Linked DNA regions of Mus musculus: region 1 is linked to region 2. A link is a contact called in public HiChIP or PLAC-seq data. All regions are on one chromosome and are shown on one strand. The core of a region is the stretch at or near the end of the contact, and the rest is flanking DNA. Distances in the headings are between cores, read along the strand shown.

Region 1 (5,146 bases), core at 2,183-4,682, 97 kb after region 2:
AACTTACTGAAGAGATAATTAAGTGGCCCCCTTGAAACAGTTCCCCAGAGGCTCCTGCCCAGAGACAGTTCCTGTGTATGAATCACGCTAAGGACTAACGTCAGGAGAAATAGCCATGAGGTCAGCTCTGAACTGTAAATGGGATCCCTCAACTCAGCCTAGGAATGGCCTCGGAGTGGTGCGCAGCTGAGGGCCATTCTCTGAGAAGTTAGGGGGATGGGTTCTGTTCACACAGGTGGGTCAGGAGAGTGACATTCCCTGAGCAATGTCCAGGACAGCCCTTAGATCACAGTCCTTCAGAACAAAGAATTGAGTCAGGGGAGTGAATTCAATCTGCCAGGTTGTCCAAGCATCCTTGCCTACCTTCATTCCTCCAAAAGGCCCTTTTAATTATCCACCATGGTCTGTTAACATGAACCCTGGGCTTGTGAGTTAGGAGCCCTTAACCCAAATTCATCTGCCTTAATTATGTTTAGCTTTAGTTTTTCTCATCCCTGAAGTGGACAGACTATATATCTTGAACCATATTGTTAGGCAACAAAACGATGCCCCTCACCACTCCTCCCCCGCCCCCACCTCACCCCCTGTCTAACAGTGCATATTAATCTGTGGGAGGAGAGAAATCATTATCTTTTCACATAAAGGAAAAGTGCCAGTTGCTTTAAGGTAGAGGAACAGAAGGAAGGAGCCCGTCCTTAGGAACCTCATCTCCACTCTCCTCTGGTTGTATTTTCCTCTTTTTACAATGGGATGCCTTCTGTCCTCACCATTGAGGGCCAAGTTACTGCGCTGATGAACTCGCCAAGGCGCAGGTAGAGGTGACGGCCATCTCAGGGAAATGTCCTTTGCTATCTGTAGGAAGACTATATTACATGGGCCCTATTCCACCATGTCCTATTTTCTAAGAGTCTGGGCCGGAAGCAGGTATGCTGTTTACATTTTAGGCGGGTCTGTATGTGCTCCAAAACATTTAATGTGTCTCTATTTCAAGCCTTTATAATCTTTCCATGTTGTTCTCGGAACTTTAGGTGGCAGCTTAGCAAAGTAAAATTGACAGTAAGAACTTATCAGATGAGCCTGAGAAAGTACCGGGTCCAGAAATGGTCAAATCCAGGCAGGGATAATTGGGGGAAGTGGATCTTGTAAAGGAGGTAGGTAGCAGGTGACCTGAGGGTCTGCCAGACCTCAGTTGAAGAACTTGTGACCGCCTACACAGTGCACCTGTGCTGGTAAACTCAGCTGTGAGGAAGGCTCCTCTGCCCAACTAGAGGCCTAGTCACTAGGGTGCACAGTGACCTCATGAAGGTCTCATGGGGAAACCCTCCAAACTTAGTTTAGAAATTCCAGAGCAAGTTTGGTTCTGGCTGAGGTTCAAGTGGGAGGGTATCTCCACAGCAGGACCTCCATCGCCTTTGTAGGTATAATTACAGTTGTTTTTTTTTTAAGATAGAAATGGGTTGTGATTGATATCTTAGGGTTTTAGTTTGTTTTGAAGTCTTAAACACCTAGGAATTCCTCTCCCCACCCCCTCCAGTAGCTTACTTTGGGTCTCAGTGATTAGAAATAGGCACATTGTTTGTAAGAGAGAAGTTATTGGAGAAAGGGGTTATGGAAACACACACACACACACACACACACACACACACACAAGCTTGAACAGGCCTACTTTCTTGAGAAGAAAGTGGTTTTTTTTTTTTAGGTGTAACAGATCATAAAATAAATAACATTCTCTAAAGACACGAATCTATAAACAAAGCATAAATATCTTTATTTAAAATGGATTAAGTTCTGAAGCCTAATGGCTTTGTTGTAGTACCATGTGGCTTGTTCAGGTCTGTCACTAAACGTGTGTTGCCCTCAGAATTACATTAGAAAGCAGGCATGCACTGGCTCACAGATTCTTAAGTGCAGTGCGGTGGTAGTGAAACAGAAACTAGATACAGATACTGAGGAGGCTAAAAAGATGAGGTCGCCACACACCTGGTCCTTTCCCTTCCCTTCTTCCCTTCCCTTCTTCCCTTCCCTTTCCTTCCCTTCCTCCCTTCCCTCCCCTTCCCTCCCCTCCCCTTCCCTCCCCTTCCCTCCCCTCCCCTCCCCTCCCCTCCCCTCCCCTCCCCCCTCTCCCCTCCCCCTTCCCCTCCCCTCCCTTCCCCTCCCCTCCCCTCCCCTCCAAGTCTGCTCTTTTGAGATGTTCTTGCAGAAGATGGAGGAAGCTCTGCCCTTAGGGTCATCTTTCCTGGATCTGGAGATGGGAGTGGCTGGGTACTGAGACTCCTTCCCCAACTGTGCTCAGCTGACCCTTTGCTTTATAGGCTGTCTGGAGGTGGGCAGTCCTGCCTGTCCCCAGGCTTTCCCAGAAGGGCTGGGAGGAGCCGGAGGAACAAGGAGAATGTTCTGCTCGCCTAGACACTTCCTCCCCACCCCCCGGGGTGCCGGGAGGACCTGGGTAGGGAGTTGGAATCCAAGGAGCCGGGCTGAAGGGTCTGAAGGCTGTAACTGCCGCTGTCTGTGCGGTCCAGAAGTTGCTTGGCTCTTGGTTCTGCACGGTAACTCGAGTAGGGTGCGCGTGCACGTGTGTTTAGATGCCCCAATGCATAGGCAAGTAAAACTTACGAAGCCAAATGCCGAGGGTTTGGTTGGTTTTTTTCTAAGGAATTGAAACTGGCTTTTCTGGCCCAACAATGGAGTCAGCTGCTCAAATTACTTCAGGTAGTCCTCGTCGTGGTAAAAATGACTGTGGGAAGATGCAGTTGTAAAGTGTGGTTCTGAAGCCCCCCCCCCTCTTGTGCCTTTTTTTTTTTTTTCTTTTTCTTTTTCTTTGCAGTGCTGGAAGAAGAGGATTGGAGAAGTCACTTGGCCCTGGCCTGACTCCTCCTCTTCCTCTCTCTGCCCAGAGCTGAAGCCACTGTGCTCAGGGTGACTGCCTGGTGCTCAGTGCTGTGGCCTATTTTAAAGTATCTTTAAGTTGTCGGCATGTCAGTCATTACATCCAGGGTTCCTTTTCGTTTTCGAGGGCACCCTGTCTAACCGTTTAGCCAACCCACCCCACCCCTTTTCCTTGTGCCTCCAGTCGGGGAGGGTGGTCATGTTAACTGATCGACTGGCTTCAGAAAAAGCGTTCATTAATTAGCGTTTTACATCCCAGTCAGTCAGAAGGCATTCGCACATTTGTATGAAAGGATGTCGAAGATCCAAATCTTTGAGGAGAAATACATGGGAAGGAAAAAAAAAACTGCATACACACAAAACCTGGCACTCTTTCCAGTTTAAGCTTCGTGCTGGTCCCTGTTGAGTGGGTATTTGTCCCTTAGTCTGGAGGTGATAGAAAATGCCAGTTACTGTGGTATTTAACTGACACCAAACTGCTGTCCAAATACTTCAGTTAGACCGAGGCTTCTTTCTTAATTGGTGGGAAGGAAAACCCACCCAGGAAAAGGAGGAACCTGCACTTTCATTGGACATTTAAAACATTTCAGGCTGGAGAGTCTGAAGAGCACACGACAGTGTTTCATTTTAATTCACAGCTCATTTGTGATTTAAAAAAAAAAAAGTAGTCAAATCTCTCCTAAAACTTGAGCCAGTCAAATGGTTCATTTATGTAAGGGTTCAGCAACTGAAAGCTCTGTACTCTCCCAAGGTCAAAAAAGTAATTATTGCTATCGAAAATTTTTCTGGAACTGGGGTATTTTAGGTCACTATAGGAAGGTTTACTAATACTAGAAATTACATAAGCCAGTTAAGGCACATTTGAAAAACGATTATGTTGGCATATTGAAGACTAATAAGATGCCTTGGTAGGAATAATTAGATGAAACATGGTTTTTTTTTTTTTTTTCCTCCCCTTAAGCAACTTCCTTGTTTTCTGGAGGGTGAGCCTCAGTAACAAGATGTGCTTTATATTTCTTACAGGTATCTAAAACAATTCTAAAGATAATGAAAAGTTTTTATTTTTGTCTCTTGTTTTTTTTTAAACTTTAAATCTCAGTTTCTGTATGGTGTCTAATCAAAGGCTCACATGATAGTGAGCACTTGAATTTTAGTAATGAACTACTTTTTGGTGCATTGAATGAATTTAATATGTTAATACTCCTGTAAGGCCCAGAACTGCCTGGCTGCCCCTTGCCCTGCCTGCCTGGTACTGGCTGAAAAGGTACCATTGTTTGTTCTACAAACACTGGGTGATGTTGGTTTCCAAGGTGACTGATTCTATTGCTGCTCTTTAAGCAAGGGGGATGGGGAAGAGAGAAAGTAACACCTGAGAGCATCCTATTTGTGACAGTCCATGTGTGTTAGATGTGTGTATATTGACATTTTATATTAACTGAGGTTATTTGAGAAAAGGGATTATGTAGAAATACAGTGTCAATTAACAGCAAGTTCAGATTTAATATGATATATAGTAAATATGATGGATGTTAAGGGATGCTAGAATAAAATCTACTTAGGCTGAAATAAACTGTTAACCTTGGACGATTAAAGAGCTAAGTGAGAGATATTTTAGACCATAACTTGAAATATTTTTCTTAACCTTTTCAGTTATAATAACCCAATTTACAAAAACTGTTCAGATAAATACTTAGCAGTATCATTAAAATTGGTTATTGATAAAGTATACAAGTCTTCAGAAAAATGAGAGTCCATGAAACATACATTTCTGGTTTGAGTTTTGTTATTTTTTTTTTTTTTTTCTGACAACCCTGTAAGATCGTGGAGGTGCATTTCTACCAGAAAACTTCCAGAGGCAACAAAATGGACCCAGAGCATTTATTCATGGCTGATAGATAATTGACATAATTCATCAGTTTGGACGTTTGTACTTTCTCACTGAGAAATTTCAGGTTCAAAACTTACAGAAGAATTTTCTTCCAGCCACCACCCCCCCGCACCCCCACCCAGTGCATGGATGCAGTTAACAGAACTTTGCCTTTTTACTCCCTATCTGGTTTAGTACAGTTCATGCTCAGGTTTCAATAAACATTAACCACTTTTATCAGAGCTTGCAGTGTGCTGAATGGTTAGTAAAGAGAGTGTACTGCAGGAGACAGATGAAAATGAGAGTCCAAGGTCAGAAGGCTGGTGGATTTTTTTTTTTTTTTTTTTGATTATTGAGAATTTAGGGAAAAAGCAAAGTCATTATGAGGCCTAC
Region 2 (4,838 bases), core at 407-2,906:
TGTTTTAAACTCTCCATCACTAGGATATGGTTAAATGCTGTGGAGCCCATAGAAGGCAGGGCCTGGCTGGCACAGGTAGGTCAGTACAGGCAGGTCTATTGGTCTGATCTAGACTTTGTTTCCTGTCTACTGGCATGTGAGGGGTCTTTGTCAGTGGGGAGCATCTCTGCCATGTGAATTCTGCCATGTTTTCTTTTCCACCGTGCACCACCTGAAACCATGATCCAAAGTGAACTCCTCCATGGGATAGTCACCTCTGTTGGGTGTTTTTGTCACGTCATCAATGAGAAAAGTAGGTAGAAGAAGGTAGTATTAATTGTTTGAGAAGAATGTGGAAAGTAACCAGAAATAATATTCTAAGTGTTATTTAAAAGATAAGCAGAAATGGCTGGGTAGTGGTGATGCACGACTTTAATTCTAGCACTCAGGAGGCAGAGGAAGATGGATTTCTTGAGTTTGAGAACAGCCTGGTCTACAGAGTGAGTTTTCGGACAGCTAGGGCTACGAGAGAAATATGTCTCAAAAGAGAGAGAGATTGGGTTGGGGAGCAAAATTGACAAGGTGAATTGACCAGGTGAAAGAAGACTGATACAGAGTAAAGACAATAGAGGTACAATGTAGCATTTGAAATTGGAGACTTGTCAGTACCACAGCAAATGCTAGGGCCAGGCCATTCAGGGTCTTACAAGCCAAGCTTCAGTGTTGACCCTAACTTAAGAACAAAAGCAACCACCGAAGTCGCAGCCTGAGACTTGCTTGGGTTATCAGGACTTTACACAGGGAAGCGATAAACTAAGGAATGGAAGTGGAGTGTAAAAAGATCTAAGTCATGAGCCAGGCCTGGTAACTCAAACCTGACTGCCTACCACTCCAGAAGATGTAGCAGGAGGGCTGACAAGAATTCTAGCCTGGGCTACATATTAAGTTCCGGTCCAGGATCACATACACAACAACAAATACATACAATTCATTTTGAAAGAGGACTTACACAAATAGTGTCATGGAGAGCGAGAACAGAAACAATCAAAGAGGATGGCAATGGCCCCTGGCTTGGGCAGACAGATGGTTCATGGGAAGTACCCTTCACAGGTAGAGAAAACAAAAGGATGTGAGGTGGATAGAGTGTGTTACATGACGTGTGTTATTTATTTATGGCTTTTTGAAACAAGTAGCATAGGTTACTTTCAAACTTGTGGTCCTCTTCCCTCAGTCTCCTGAGTGGGGGGATGACAGGCATGCACTGGCCCTCTCCAAGTGGGTATTAGTTCTTTGGATCATTTGAGTTGAAGTTTCTGTATGCTACATGGAGTAGAAGGTTTAATCTTCCAAAACTGAAAGGGAAGGTGTAGTCTACAGAGAGAGACATGGAAGCCATTGCAAGCACAGGGAGCTCCCATTTGAAGCCTTGGCAATAAATGTGATCTTTGAAAATGAGAGTTTCCTGGGACTAGAGAATATGTGTATGCAACCATCCTTTCTGGTTACTTTATTAGATTCTTATATCTACCTCCCAACCCTTCCAACCCCTCCTCCCCCCAACAGAAGAGAAAGATGATTAGAGGGAAAGGGGGCCATAGACCTCTTTAGACTACTTCCTGCTGATTAGGAGCATTGAGTTCCTTGTGGCAAGTCCAGTCTTCATTGTCAGGATATCCAATTTCTTCTTCTCGTCTCTTTACTCAGGATTTCCTGACAAACCACGACAACAGGAGCTACCAGCAGCTCAGGGAGCAGCAGCCTCAGCAGCCTCTCAGGGTGCTGTCATTTTAAAACCCTGTCAAGAGTCCCCCAGAATTCCAAACACAAACTATCTTCAGCCGGCAGAATCACACCCCTGCCAGAGCACAAGGCAAATCATAGTCAGCTGCTGTGGACAATCTGAAGTAGTGCCATATCCCACACCTAGGACTGAAACAAAAGCACACTCATGTAACATAATGGGGCTTTTAAAGAAACCAAAACTCTCATTACATGTGTGTCTTTGGAGAACGCTGCTCCAGGAGAAACAAGCAAAACATGACTCAAACAATACTAAGAAAACAATATATTAAGAAAACGAGAAAGCCAGGGATGGAGAGATGGCTCAGCAGTTAAGAGTATGTACTGCTCTTGGAGATGACCCCAGTTCAGGTCTCAGTACCCATGTCAGATAGCCCACAACCAATGACCCTGTAACTCCAGCTCCAGGGGACTGACACTGGACATGCTGGTCTCCACACACACCTGTACCCATACCCCTCCACATGTACATAATGAAAATTAACATCAACACCGAGAAACTAAGAGAATGGGTTCATTCAAAAGATGATAACCAGCAGCAAAGGATGCTGAGAACTCAGTAACTATGACTTGCCCTTTAAATATAGCAACAGAGACATTGCCCAAGACCTTGGCAAACATATTGATCTCTGGGATGCCCACTTGGAGCTGACAGAGCCATCTTAATAGTTTTAGATATATTTGAAAGAATTTTCCCTTTTATGAGTAGAAACTTAGTCACTGGTATCAAAGCACATGTGCACACACACATGTCTCAATCTCTTTGTAAATAGGTGTCCCTCGTGGAATCAGCAGAATAGTCCAAAGCTTCCCTTAAGTGCATGAAAGAACCCACAGATCCAGCCCAGAGCCAAGGTCACCTGGAAAACATTGGGTGATTACCCCTGAAGGCTGAGGAAGCAAAACAGGCATCCATAACATCTTCTAAGCACAACTAGCTCCACCCCGTGTCCTTCTAGAACTGGAGAAACAAATCCATTTTCAGGGAAACATGAGAGGATTTATTTCTAGGACTTTCCCTAGCACAGTCCAACGCCATCCAAAAGGGCGGCTCCCTTTGCTGCAGAGCCTTGGTGGCCAAGTCTGAAGAAGCAGCTGTGCTTCCTCAGGGCTCCATCCCTTCGTCTGTCAAAAGAAGTGAAAATGTAAGTCCTGCAAGAGTGGACTAAAGTCCACACTGATTGCCCTGGTGCCTGGCACATAGGAAGATAGGGGAATACTTTTGTTCTTATTAGACAATCTTATACTTTGAACATTGTGATATAGTTATCGTTGGACATCTTTCTCTTTTTCCTACAAAGTGTGAGCCTGTGGCGGCCTCCCCATCACCACCTGCACACACCCTGCTCTGGGAGCGCAGCGGCTGAGACACTATTCTTACCGCACACACCAGATCTAGTGCTTTCTGGTGCACCAAACACGCTTTGGGATGAGTCAGTAAGATCCAAGGGTATCTACCAAAATGTACTTTACCAAAGTTAAAAAAAAAAAAAAAAAAAAAAAGTGTTGCTTCCAGGAGTGGAAAATATCATGTGTGGGGAGTCAGAAAAAGCTGGTCAGGAAGTAAAGAGCACCTGAAGTTTGCCCAGTACTCTGTCGGAAAGACCTGGTGTTCCACTCTGAACCAGCCTGAGAGTAAGTCCAGTAACAGAGCAGCCTGGCCACACAGCAGGGGGAAAAGATAACAGCCCTGTGGGTTTGTTGGCTCTTTTATCCTTCCAGGGGAACTCCCTTTGCAGGCAACCGAAGAGAGAAGGCAGTTTTTAAAGAATGCATATCTCTTGTAAATGTCACAGACAACCTTTCTATCGAGATTCATCCATCTTGGACTAGAGGTGGTGAAGGTTCTGGGGACCAGTGACAATTTGGGTACACCAGCAACAAAAACCCAGACATAATCCAGCAAAGCCCAGCAAATTGCATGTCATTTCAAAAACAGAGGGAGACAAAGCAGAGGCCAGTCCCAAACCCAAGAGGAAGAGAAGTGTTCATCCTAGCCAAACAATAAAGTCAACACTTTGAAAGGGAGAAGAAGAAGAGGAAAAAAAAAAAAAAAAGCCAGCACAAAGGGGCAACCTAAATACGTTAAACAGCACAAAGAGCTGTGACCAAGAAGTTTGTGGCTGTCATCTATATCACCTAACAGACCCTGGGACACAGCTTTGTAAGCTGCCGGCTTTGGGGATGAGCGAAGAGAAATTATAAACTCCAATCTCCCAAAAGCAAAACTTCACATAAGAAACTTGACATAAGAAACGCACCAAGGAAAAGAAGAAGAAAGAGGAGGGAAGTCAGGGAATGAAGAGTCAGCCAGATGACCACACACACACACACACACACACACACACTCCCCGGACCTCAAATAGTATTTCTTCAGACCTATGCTAGGGAGAAAACCATAAAGATGCAATCTTTTATGTAAGAAAGTTATGTTGGTTATATAAAAAAAAAATCATAAATGTGATTTAGGTGTTCCCTGTATCTCTAGGGGAATTCCATTTTCATCCTTCATGATTTGCTAAGAAACTGAGGTACAAAGAAACGAAGGAAATCACTGGAAGTATGGCAGTGTGAGTCAACAACTCCATCAGGAAGCTGGGGCTGCGTCGCCTCACTTCCTGGTTTCCTCTATAAATATTAGCATACACTGCCTTCCTCTCAGAAGAGTCTCAGAGGTGGCAGCTGTGTAGCTTAAGAAAGGTGACTTTCCAGCGGGGAAGGTAGAGATTTGAACTATACGGGGTGGGACAAGATATCCTGACATCAGGCCTGCGGATCAGCAGAAACCGGGATATCACCCCAGATGGGTCTTTCCCCTTCTTACGTCTGGAAAACCCATCTAAGCTGACTCTCTAACATCCTTTCTTAGAGGAGTGTCCTCCACGCTCCCCGCCCAGCTCCCAGTTCTCAGGCAGTGGCTGCACAAATTAGCAGCCTTTCTTTGTCCCCAAAGCCCCAGAACTCAATTGTGCTCCAGTGCGTGCCAAAAGCTCTCAGAGTGTGCCGTGCATTGTAATAAAGCTGGCACGTGCTCTCGCAAAGGATTTTGTTCTGCTTAA

Evidence for each region. HiChIP or PLAC-seq counts read pairs in DNA pulled down with a chosen protein or histone mark.
Region 1: an H3K27ac HiChIP or PLAC-seq map of the HPC-7 cell line shows a contact between it and region 2, with 5 times the contacts expected there. The contact joins two enhancer-like sites. A contact is called at or near these places in 2 of 484 Hi-C or Micro-C datasets (CD4 T cells and liver), 3 of 115 datasets of contacts at active chromatin or transcription factors (the HPC-7 cell line, embryonic forebrain and embryonic stem cells) and 3 of 9 other capture datasets (adipose tissue, liver and pancreatic islet).

What each region holds. Positions count from the first base shown.
Region 1 is chr13:37,851,774-37,856,919 of GRCm38.p6, forward strand. It overlaps a transcript of Rreb1 not described here. Among named protein-coding and RNA genes, the nearest start is that of Rreb1, 35 kb to the right of the region's middle. Within about 2 kb of position 3,433, at least 230 of the 459 cell types and tissues checked have an H3K27ac peak or open chromatin away from gene starts, as enhancers often do. A contact at or near this core is called in the HPC-7 cell line, where this site is marked.
Region 2 is chr13:37,756,740-37,761,577 of GRCm38.p6, forward strand. Gm31600 (a long non-coding RNA gene) reads left to right here and starts at 4,824. Exons shown (of 3, transcript XR_382211.4): 1 at 4,824-4,838. Within about 2 kb of position 1,657, at least 1 of the 459 cell types and tissues checked has an H3K27ac peak or open chromatin away from gene starts, as enhancers often do. A contact at or near this core is called in the HPC-7 cell line, where this site is marked.